Linked DNA regions of Zea mays: regions 1 and 3 are each linked to region 2. Evidence: chromatin contacts called from public Hi-C data. All regions are on one chromosome and are shown on one strand. The core of a region is the stretch at or near the end of the contact, and the rest is flanking DNA. Distances in the headings are between cores, read along the strand shown. Region 1 holds the start of LOC100274540. Region 2 holds the start of LOC100273113 (putative beta-13-galactosyltransferase 4). Region 3 holds the start of LOC100281692 (transparent testa 12 protein).

Region 1 (3,284 bases), core at 726-3,225, 140 kb before region 2:
GGATCCAAAAAGGACCCAGCGGAATCCGGGGTAGGTGGGGGTGGGGATGGAGGGGGGGATAATAATGAGTTCGAATCATTTAATGGAAAGAGTCAAAAGGAAAGCACCGGAAGCTAGCCATTTGGAAGGTTGCTGTACGAGGGCCACCCCAAAGCTGCCTGGAAGCATGGGACGACCGACGATAGCGACCGTCCTGTGCTCTGGCCATGCACGTATGTAACCTCATCTCATCTGACAAGTGACAAGCTGTACAAGGCGCGCCACGCTAGCCCCATCGCGTTGCGTCGCCGTCGGAGACGGCCAGCGCTAGCCGGCCGTGAGCCCGCCCCCGGACCTGGCTATCAGGCAGGGAACGGGACGAAGCAGGCGAGCACGCCGCTCACTGCAGCCGGACGACGTGAAAGCGCGGGCCACGTACGCTCTGCCCTCCCCCGTTTTGGAGCCAGTAGCTTTGGTACTTAGCGGGTCTCTCGTGGGTGCCTCGCGGCAACTTGCCCATGCCCGCTGGATTTCGTCCGGTTTGCTCGCGGTCCCGGTCCCGGTCCCAACTCAAGATCCGGGTTCAGGACGCATGAGGGCTCGCCGAGTGTACCCACGACCCTGGATAGATATTTACTCTAATAGAGTATGCATATATAAGCTAAATATTGTACCTATGACTTTATTATTATTGGATAAAAAACTTCACCAAACGGATAAACGGATACTACAACATTCCGCTCTCTCACCCATACCCGTTAATCCGTAGGTATAAAATACCCATTATAAACGTGGCCTAAAAACATGAACTTAGACTTCAGTCATCCATATCTCTTTTGACTATTTAACAATTTTTTGGACGATAATGTCATAAAAGGCTTAACAACTTTAATAACCATGTAATGGAACATGTAATATATTATGTGGTACTATCCTAATGTCGTTACCTTATCCAATTATCTATGGCGCCGTTGAATGGTCATTGAAAGAAACTAGAAATTATGTAATGATGTTTAGATGGATATACTTGTTCGTATAATATATGATTTTGGTAAATAGTTCATTTTTGTGGGTACGAGTGACGACTGACGACCCGACAAGTGATTCATACCCGTATGTATGGGTATAGGTAAATCTATACCCACCAACAAATATGAGTGATTTGGTGAAGCTATTTTTTTTGTCGTGAGTACGAGATATTATCCGGTGGGTATTGCCATCTCTATAGATTCGCCCCGTGTGTCACGGGCCGGCGTCCCGTAGCCGTAGGTGGCGTGGTAGGATTGGCTTGTCTGCCTCTCGTCTCCTCTCGTGTAGTCGTGTCCGTGTTTTTCTTTGTTTCCCTTTACTGGTTAGGCTACAATTGTAATAATACGACAAGAGGTACGTCGCACGTACCCGCAAGTTGGTCGTGCTGCAATATTCAAACATCCCTCGACAATTTTAAACGTAATATTGCACTACTTTGTATTTGGTCCAGACCAGTTCTTCTAATGGGCCCCTGCACTACTGGCACATATAGGAGGAGCCTCCTACTAGTACTGTGTGTAGTCTGTACTACACTCTGTATACTCTACCAGTAGCTCGTCCTTGGCTACTGCTACTAGCAACCTAAAGGTGAATAAAGAATTAATTTAATTTAAACTAAACCAGCAGTCTAACCGAGGAGGCCGGCCGGCCGGATAATCGGGAGGGAAAACTAGCTAGGCATCCACACCACGAGTCGACGACGGATCGAAGATTCAAACCGAGCAAACGGAGGAGAAAGGTAGTATGCATGCATGACTAGCTGTGCGTGCATGCGCTGCGTGCGTACGTACCATGAGTCCGTAGGCGAACATCTGCACGCCGGTGTTGCCGAGCGAGGCGGCGGCGAGCTCCAGGTTGCCGAGGTGGCCCGAGAAGATCTGCGTCGACATGGACATGAGGTAGTTGATCATGTACATCACCACCGCCGGCGCCGCCAGCCGCGTCAGCAGCGGCAGCTCGATGGCGGCCGCGCCCCACGCGCGCCGCGCCCACGGGGTCGACGCGTCCGTCAGCACGCCCTCCAGCCGCGCCGACGCGCCGTGCGCCCCGTCGTCGCCGGCCATGTCAGGCTGTTGATGATGATGTGTCGTGTGCGACTTGCTTGGAGGAGCTAATAATGATAAGGTAAGGTGGGTAGGAAACGCCTCTCGGTTCCAAAGGGCGAGCTCACAATTTATGGACCCGGCCTGCTCCGCGCTCGCGCGCGCCTCTCTGGAGTACGTGCCAGTGTGACTAGAACGTTCTGCCCCCACATCGCCCCCTACTAATGGATCCATCTAGTGCATTCTAGTCTTCGTCGTTGACGACAATTTGTGTGCCTCACATTTAAAACATTTAAATAGTAACAAAAAAGCTAAAGGTGTACATAAACAAATATTTAAACTACCGTTGGTTTGTTGACTCTAAACAAGCATGCATTCATGTATATACTCAAATAGCCGCCAGTAGAAGATATGTTTTACTACTCTATATTTAAGTGTAAACGACACTGTTATAGTCGGACCCACCCGCGCGTGCTTTTACGTCCCGTATGATTGATGAGGTTTGTGGGAGTTAAATAACATCACGTGCCATATAGAATAAATAAAGGTGAGCAAATTTTCTACGATGAAATAAGTGATGAGGTGGCAAAACTCGTGTTGGTCTTTGCTAGGTCCATCTAGTGAGGTGAACCCTACGTGCGTAGCCACTATTTTTCTGACTCTATTTTCCGGTATTTTTTTTGTCGTAGCATATATATTTTTAAATACTCTCTTTAGATAGAGTCATTTGGCGCTACACACAAAATAATAATAGCTCTAAATAGCTTTACGAGTCAACGATGAGAGCTACGCCAAACAAGATGGAAAATAAGACCTATAAAACAGTTTCAGTTTTGATGAACACCAAAAGTGGTGGATGACCTGGCCTAGGGCTCGGAGGGTCCGCGCATCTACGATCTGATTGACTCGGGTGATTATCCTATCTCGTGCGTGGTTATCCATTTAATCACGTGAGATTTATTGGCTATCGCCTAAAAACAGGTTGAGACCTCCATTTAATGGCATGGCTAAGTGTGATAAAATATTTGATGCGTTATTTAAGAATGGTAACATTAAATTGTCACATACAATTCCCCGATAGAAGAATGGAAAGAGTGTGCGTATTGTAAATGACATGACTCTTTTTTTATAATACTAATGATTGTAATGTCTTCCGTCGGCAAATACAATCAGTTATAAATGAAGGACGGTTGCGATTTCAAGAGATGAAGATCGACATGCCACCCGTCCCTG
Region 2 (3,419 bases), core at 723-3,222:
ACGTCCAGTCCGATGAACCAGGATCCCAGGGACACGTCTTCGTTAGCGTATTTGTGCAGGACATGCCTGAAAACGTATCCAACCATGGTCAATAATGATGCTCTGCATCTCTTATATTCATAAAAGAAAAAAAAAACAGGAAGGACGAAGCACACGGCCGGGGTGAGCAGCATTCGAGTGGAAACGCTTACTGGTTGAGTGCTATGTAGGAGGCCAGGTCCTTGGAGATGGCGTACAGCTGACCGGAGGCGTGGCGGAAGTACCTGTTCCCCCACTCGCCGAATTTCCAGTACTCAGGCTCGTGGTACCTCACGCCCCTAACAGCAAGAACATGAACGTCTGCGACAACAAGAACATGAACATTTTATACGGCCGGCGACGGGACTTACTTCTGGGCTAGCACGGGGCCAGATTTCATGCAGCCAACGTAAGCTCGCGGCTTGGAGCGGTGCCTCGCCAGCGTGTTTCCAAGAGTCGCTGCAGTGCGCTTCCAAAAGAACTCGTTAGTCTACTGTGTTTGCCTTGCCGGGACCTGAACATGCATGGGATCAACGTCGACGGCACTGTTCTGTAGTCAGTCTGTACGCACCTATGTTCACATGCACGTCGTCGTCTACCTTGACGTAGTACTCCGCGTCCCACGTGGACACGGCCGCCACGAAGTACGCCTTGGTCTTCGCCGCCAGCTCCAGGTACCCTTCCACGTGGTCCTGTCAACGGTTGGAGGAGGCCATACATTACATGCACATTCCAACAAGAGCACTTCAGTTCAGTACTGAGTCGGACGACGGGATCAGTTCGTTTTACCAGCCTCATGAAGTCCCCGTGCTTCCTGTCCTCCGCGTCGATCGCTCGGTCAAGTATGCCGCCGGGAGTCGCGCTGCGTGGATGGCAGCAGAACAACAGTTTTGTTTTTGTTTTCCTTTTTCTGAATCAGTAACTAACAGCGTAGAGAGCTGTCAGGTCGTCTTTCAGTCACATATATGAACTACTCACTCACCTGTGGCCGATGACGAACCGAATGACGATGCCCTTCTCTTCCTCCATCGTCCTCCTCTTCTCGCCTGCAGTGGAACGAACCCAACCGACGGTCAGAGCAAGTTTCAGAGTGCGCAGGACGAGACTTGTTTCTGGAAAAGCACGCACAAGAGACAAGACCAACCTTGAGGCATCCATGTCGCGCGGACCGAGTCTCTCCTCTTCCGGCTGCTGAACGCGGTGTTTACGCCGACGACCATGAAGTGCTTCCGCTTCCCCGTGGGCTCGGGCACCGGGGCGCCGGCGGCGCCGTGGAGCATGGACTCCTGCGTCGCCTTCGCGGACGCTAGCTCCATCTCCAGGTTCGAGATCGTCCTGTCCAGCGTCCTGATTGATCACAGGCAAAACAGTTCGATCGGAAGTCGGAACAGATAATACAGCATATTGCTGAATGCGGATTGCTCTACGTCAAGAGCCAGGCTAGGCTAGGTTACTCACTGGATGACATCTTGAGTTCTTGGAACCTCTCCGGGAACGTCTCTTGCATCGCCGGCCTGTAACCGACCACGAGGAGAATGTTTACACTACAGACCTGTCTGTCTGCCCATGGCTCGGAGCAGAAACACTGGAAGCACAACTGCGCGGCATTCGATACGTACGCTTTTCGGAGCGCAGTCGCCGTCGACAAGGCTCATCTTCTCCACCTCCAACGTCGACCTTCTGATGATCTCCTTCGGCTCCGGCACCGTCCACATCCTGCATCAAACAAACGGTCCTTTTTACCGTCAACAAGTACAGCTCTTTTGACCATACGCAACCTCGGTGAAAGAAAAAGGCACAGGGCGCCCTGCCACGCACTGCGAGACTGTGACTGTGTTGTCGGCGGCGGGCGTCGACGGGTAGGCAGCGCTCGCCTTTCGCGCGCGGAGGCGGACCGGCTCCGCACGGGATGGGGATAAATGGTCCGCCTTACCTGCCGGCGACGCAATAACCGCCGCACCCCCCGAATCTTTTTTTTTCGCCGGCAAATAAAGGCGCGTCACGGCCGTCGTCGCCCAAGTACAGCACAGCACAGGCGCGGTCCAAGTTTTCCACGATCACCACGGGCGCGCGGGGACCCAGGGCCCTCTTCATTCCCCCTGGTTGCTGCTTTGGGCTGAGTGGAGAGGGCACGAGCACGAGCACGATACGGGCGACGGAAGTACAGTACAGCAGCGGCACTAGTTGCCCGGCAGGTACGCGACGCCCCCCCATTGACCAGGGAGGGCGAGGCACGCTGGACAGGCAGGCGCCATGAGAAGCTGGAAACTTGGAGCCGTGGGACGACGACGAACGAAGCCAAGAGCCACGGATTTTGCGTGCTACGGGGAATTGGGAGACAATAGTAGAAGGGAAGGGATACGAGATCGTGTCAACTTGACACTGAATTCGCGATCGTGGGATATGAGAACGAACGAACCGCTGAAACGGATCCAAAACACCAAACCAAGAGCCGGCCGGAGGAAGGAGGAGGAGGAATTGAAGCAGGGGGCGCAGCGCAGCGCAGGCAGCGTTACCTGTTGGTGAAGAGCAGGCCGATGCAGAAGCTGCCGAAGCAGAGGAGGAAGGTCCACTTCTTGGAGATGGAGCCTCGCAGCACCAGCTCGTCTCCTCCTCCTCCTGCAGCCGCTCCCTGCCCCCAGCCCCTGCTGCCGCTGCTCTTGTTGAAGCTCATCTTCATCGATCTCTTTCCCAATCACTCTCTGTTCCCCTCTCTCTATCTCTCTTTCTCTCTCGACGACCGACCCCAGGGGCAGCGCGGCTCTCTCTGGGCCTCAGCGCTGTCGGAGGCTCGTCAGGGCCCTACTAGCTGCTCCTCACTCGCCGAGAGCTCATGATCGCAGTCAGCCCCCCAAGAACTTGAAGGAGGCACCAAGCGATGGTCCCGGCCTCTCTCCTCCTCCTGCTCCCGCGGCAGTCGCTCTCGCTTTTGTCCAGAGCAAGTCTCTCTATCTGCCGCGGCTTTTCGTTCCTCGCCCACTCTCACCCTCTAGATTCCCGGGCTCCCGATGATGCGCAGGTCCTCCTCCTGCCGGCTGGGGCTGCTGCTGCTGCCACCACCACCACCACCACCACTGGTTGGTGCCTTTGGGGTGAAGGGGAAGCTAGGCCAGCAGGCCAAGGAGGAAGGAAGGCAGGCAGAGGCAGGCAGCCACGGACATGACGCACCAACTGCGCGTGCGCGGGCGGGAAGAGTGGGGTCTGGACTCTGGAGGAGGGAAGGGATCTCGGGCGCTCTCTCGATCGGGAGATTTATTCGGCACAGTGCCCGCGGCCACTTGATCCGTTCAGGTCATTTCCGGCCGGTTTATGTGCTGTATATAGCTCAAGTGGCACAATTAATTGGGTGTTTGCTGTGCTCTACAGTGCAGTGAGGGGAGTTTGAACTGCCTGGAGGAAAT
Region 3 (2,982 bases), core at 31-2,530, 200 kb before region 2:
ACCACCATCATTTGGAGCAGAGTGGGCCGGGCCGGGCCTCATGTATCCGATCCTTTTTAGTGAGGGTTCCGCGATCCGCGTAACGAAGCAAGTGTGGGCGTGTGGCTGTGCAACGGGAACATTTCCCAGCTTCACACAGAGCATGTGGCTGTCGGCCATCCGCATCTAGCATATATCTATCTGCTCCCATACCCTGATCCTGGCTGGGGTAGCACGGAACCGTTGCTGGTGCAATAATAGTGTACTGATCAGGTCGCATCAGCACGTGGTGACGCAGTGCCAGCGACGCGTGTACTTAAGAATAGTCCTGTAGAACGAAGCTAGCTAGCTAACTAGCTAGCAGCTTGACGAGTAGTATCTATCTGTATGTGCTAATTAGATTTCCCAACAGAGATCGTACCTTAATTTTTTCTTATGGATTGGTTATGTGTAGAACAAGCATATATGTAGTACTATATTTTGTTGCACTCATTTTAAAGGTAGTACGTAGCTAGGCGATGCGACCTGTAACAATAACTAATGGTACGGCATGCATATATCACATGCATGTGGGCCCGTAACTTTATCGATCATATCTTTGCATAAGATTCAAGCCATAGCTCATTCACGATGGTGATATATAGGGAGGGTGTACGTGCAAACGTTTGAGTTCATTTTTATTGCCCGGATCTAAAGCAAAGATCAATACGACACGACGGAGGACGACAAACCAAAAACCATCACTACGTACGAACTGCGGTAACGAAGAGTCAATTAAAAAGGCGTCGGCGGCGGCGGCGGCGGGCGTACCATGAGGCCGTAGGCGAAGACCTGGATGCCGGTGTTGCCGAGCGAGGCGGCGGCGAGCTCGAGCGTGCCGAGGTGGCCCGAGAAGATCTGCGTGGACATGGACATGAGGTAGTTGATCATGTACACGAGCACGGCGGGCGCGGCCAGGCGCACCAGCAGCCGCATCTCCACCGCGGACGCCGACGCCATCCGCGTCCCCCACGGCACGGACGCGTCGCCCAGGATGCTCTCCAGCTGCCCGCTCACCACCGCCTCGCCGTGGCCCGTCGACGACGCGCCCAGCAGCGGGCTCTCCAGCTTGCTCTCGCCACCGCCGCCGGCGCTGCCCATCGTGCGTGTATATATATTACGTGTATACCAAGATGGATCTGGCCGCCGCCGCGTGTATATATATGTGCCTCGTCGTTGTGGTGTACTCTAGTCTAGATATTATATAGGCTGCAGTCCTCAGCTCGCTCGCTCAGGCCTCGGATCGGAGAGGTAGCTGCTCGATCTCGGCTTCGTGGCGCCTGCGCGTCCGTTCGCGGGCACTATATAACCCCTGCTGCGACGGACGGGGCATGGGTGGAGAGGAGAGAAGAAAGACAAGTTGGATGGAATCAGCCTGAGCATGCAGACAAAAGCGCATTCATATACGGCGTAGTAGTAGTAGTATAGTACCAGCTGCGACAACATTAACAAGAAAAAAATTATTGGCATGCTAGCTAGCTGCTTGGCGACGACTGGGCGTCACTGATGATGAGCGTCCTTTTGTTTTTGGGCATCATCTCAGCTCAAAAGGTCCCTTGTGTAGTAGGAAAATAATAATAATAAAATAAAGAAAAAAGGCTGAAAAAGGTCCCGTAGAGGTACATCGAGCACCGTTTAATTATTTGGGGCGACGTACCGCCCACGGCGAGGCACTGAGTACCCCCAATCCGTTTTAGGCTAGCCGCAGTGGTCAGCTGGAAAAGCTACGCTAAATTTTTACAGTAGACAAGCTCTGCAACGGTGCACTCTATATCTCACTCTACGCTCTCTCTCCGCCTCTTCTACGCCAAATGTAGCGCTCTGCCACTGCTCTCTCCCAGCAGACGAGGTGGGCCTAGAGAACCAGTACAGTAGCAGTAGAAGGAAGCAGTACAGCAGCCGTGTGATGGAGTTGGTATAGAGTATGGTAAAAATATGATATAATAAATGGTAGTTGGTATAGAGTAGATATATAGGGTAATTGTGACCGCGGAGAATTATTGGATAGAGTAGAGAATCTCGCTGATCAGGATAGAATATTCTTTTTAAGGTAGAGAAATAGAGTAGTATGAGTGCGGATAGCCTTAGATCTGTAGATCGTTTTAGCTACTGTATATATGTGACAATAATGGAAATATTTTTAGCATCAATAGGTTTAATTTGTAGTTAAATGCGCAGTGGTATATATATGCAACATTAAATAAGATTTGTATTTTGGTAATGTGTTTGTTTGGTAGTTTATTTTAATAATTTTTTATTAGAGCAACTCCAGTAGTTCTCTAAAAGACTTTCTAAATCAATAATTTAGGTAGTTAACATAAAAACTATTCTCCAACAGTTCTCTAAATGAACTTTCTAAATTTAACAACTTGTCATCTAACCTCATTTTCTCTCTACATTTGGCAACCATTTAACAACTCCCTAAACAAAAATGTTGACTGCATTATATAGTTTTTGTGACTTATTTTTTATGTGGATAAATACAAAACAAAATTACAACATATATTTAGAGAACTATTGGAGAACTCACATTTTTTTACTCCAAAAGTCATTTAGCAACTTCTTAAATCTGTGATTTAGAGAGCTAAAATTTACATAACTATTGGAGTTGCTCTTAGTTAGATGAAATTGATCGAGAGAGAAAACCCCCTCCCTCCATTCTATGAAGAATACCACTTTTATTTTATAATATATGTATTTACAAAAATAATATTGTTGATGTATATATTTTTTTGTAAATTTACTAGCAAACACCTGGTAGCTTCATTCTATTTTATTATTATGGACCGATGAGTATATATATATTTTTAAAAATCAAGCACACGAGAGAGATAGAGCAGTTTTCACCATGCCCTTCGTCGTGACATGCATGTACAGTGTCAAGTCATAGACACTGAATATGAATATATAGGAATAGGAAAAACACAATATTAGGGTTGGCTATGAATTGCAATCCTACATGAA

What was found. Hi-C and Micro-C count contacts between places; a contact is called where the count stands out from the background.
Region 1: a Hi-C map of endosperm shows a contact between it and region 2, with 2.7 times the contacts expected there. The contact joins the promoter of LOC100274540 here to the promoter of LOC100273113 in region 2. A contact is called at or near these places in 4 of 25 Hi-C or Micro-C datasets (ear, endosperm, leaf and 1 more).
Region 3: a Hi-C map of bundle sheath shows a contact between it and region 2, with 2.4 times the contacts expected there. The contact joins the promoter of LOC100281692 here to the promoter of LOC100273113 in region 2. A contact is called at or near these places in 4 of 25 Hi-C or Micro-C datasets (bundle sheath, ear, leaf and 1 more).

What each region holds. Positions count from the first base shown.
Region 1 is chr5:21,576,345-21,579,628 of Zm-B73-REFERENCE-NAM-5.0, reverse strand. It overlaps LOC100274540, which reads right to left and starts at 1,975. Exons shown (of 7, transcript NM_001148896.1): 1 at 1,800-1,975. The coding sequence starts at 1,925.
Region 2 is chr5:21,438,068-21,441,486 of Zm-B73-REFERENCE-NAM-5.0, reverse strand. It overlaps LOC100273113 (putative beta-13-galactosyltransferase 4), which reads right to left and starts at 1,972. Exons shown (of 11, transcript NM_001147562.1): 1 at 1,837-1,972; 2 at 1,638-1,734; 3 at 1,477-1,532; 4 at 1,163-1,365; 5 at 1,001-1,064; 6 at 808-880; 7 at 590-710; 8 at 390-477; 9 at 192-317; 10 at 1-66. The coding sequence starts at 1,733.
Region 3 is chr5:21,637,244-21,640,225 of Zm-B73-REFERENCE-NAM-5.0, reverse strand. It overlaps LOC100281692 (transparent testa 12 protein), which reads right to left and starts at 1,280. Exons shown (of 7, transcript NM_001371790.1): 1 at 790-1,280. The coding sequence starts at 1,119.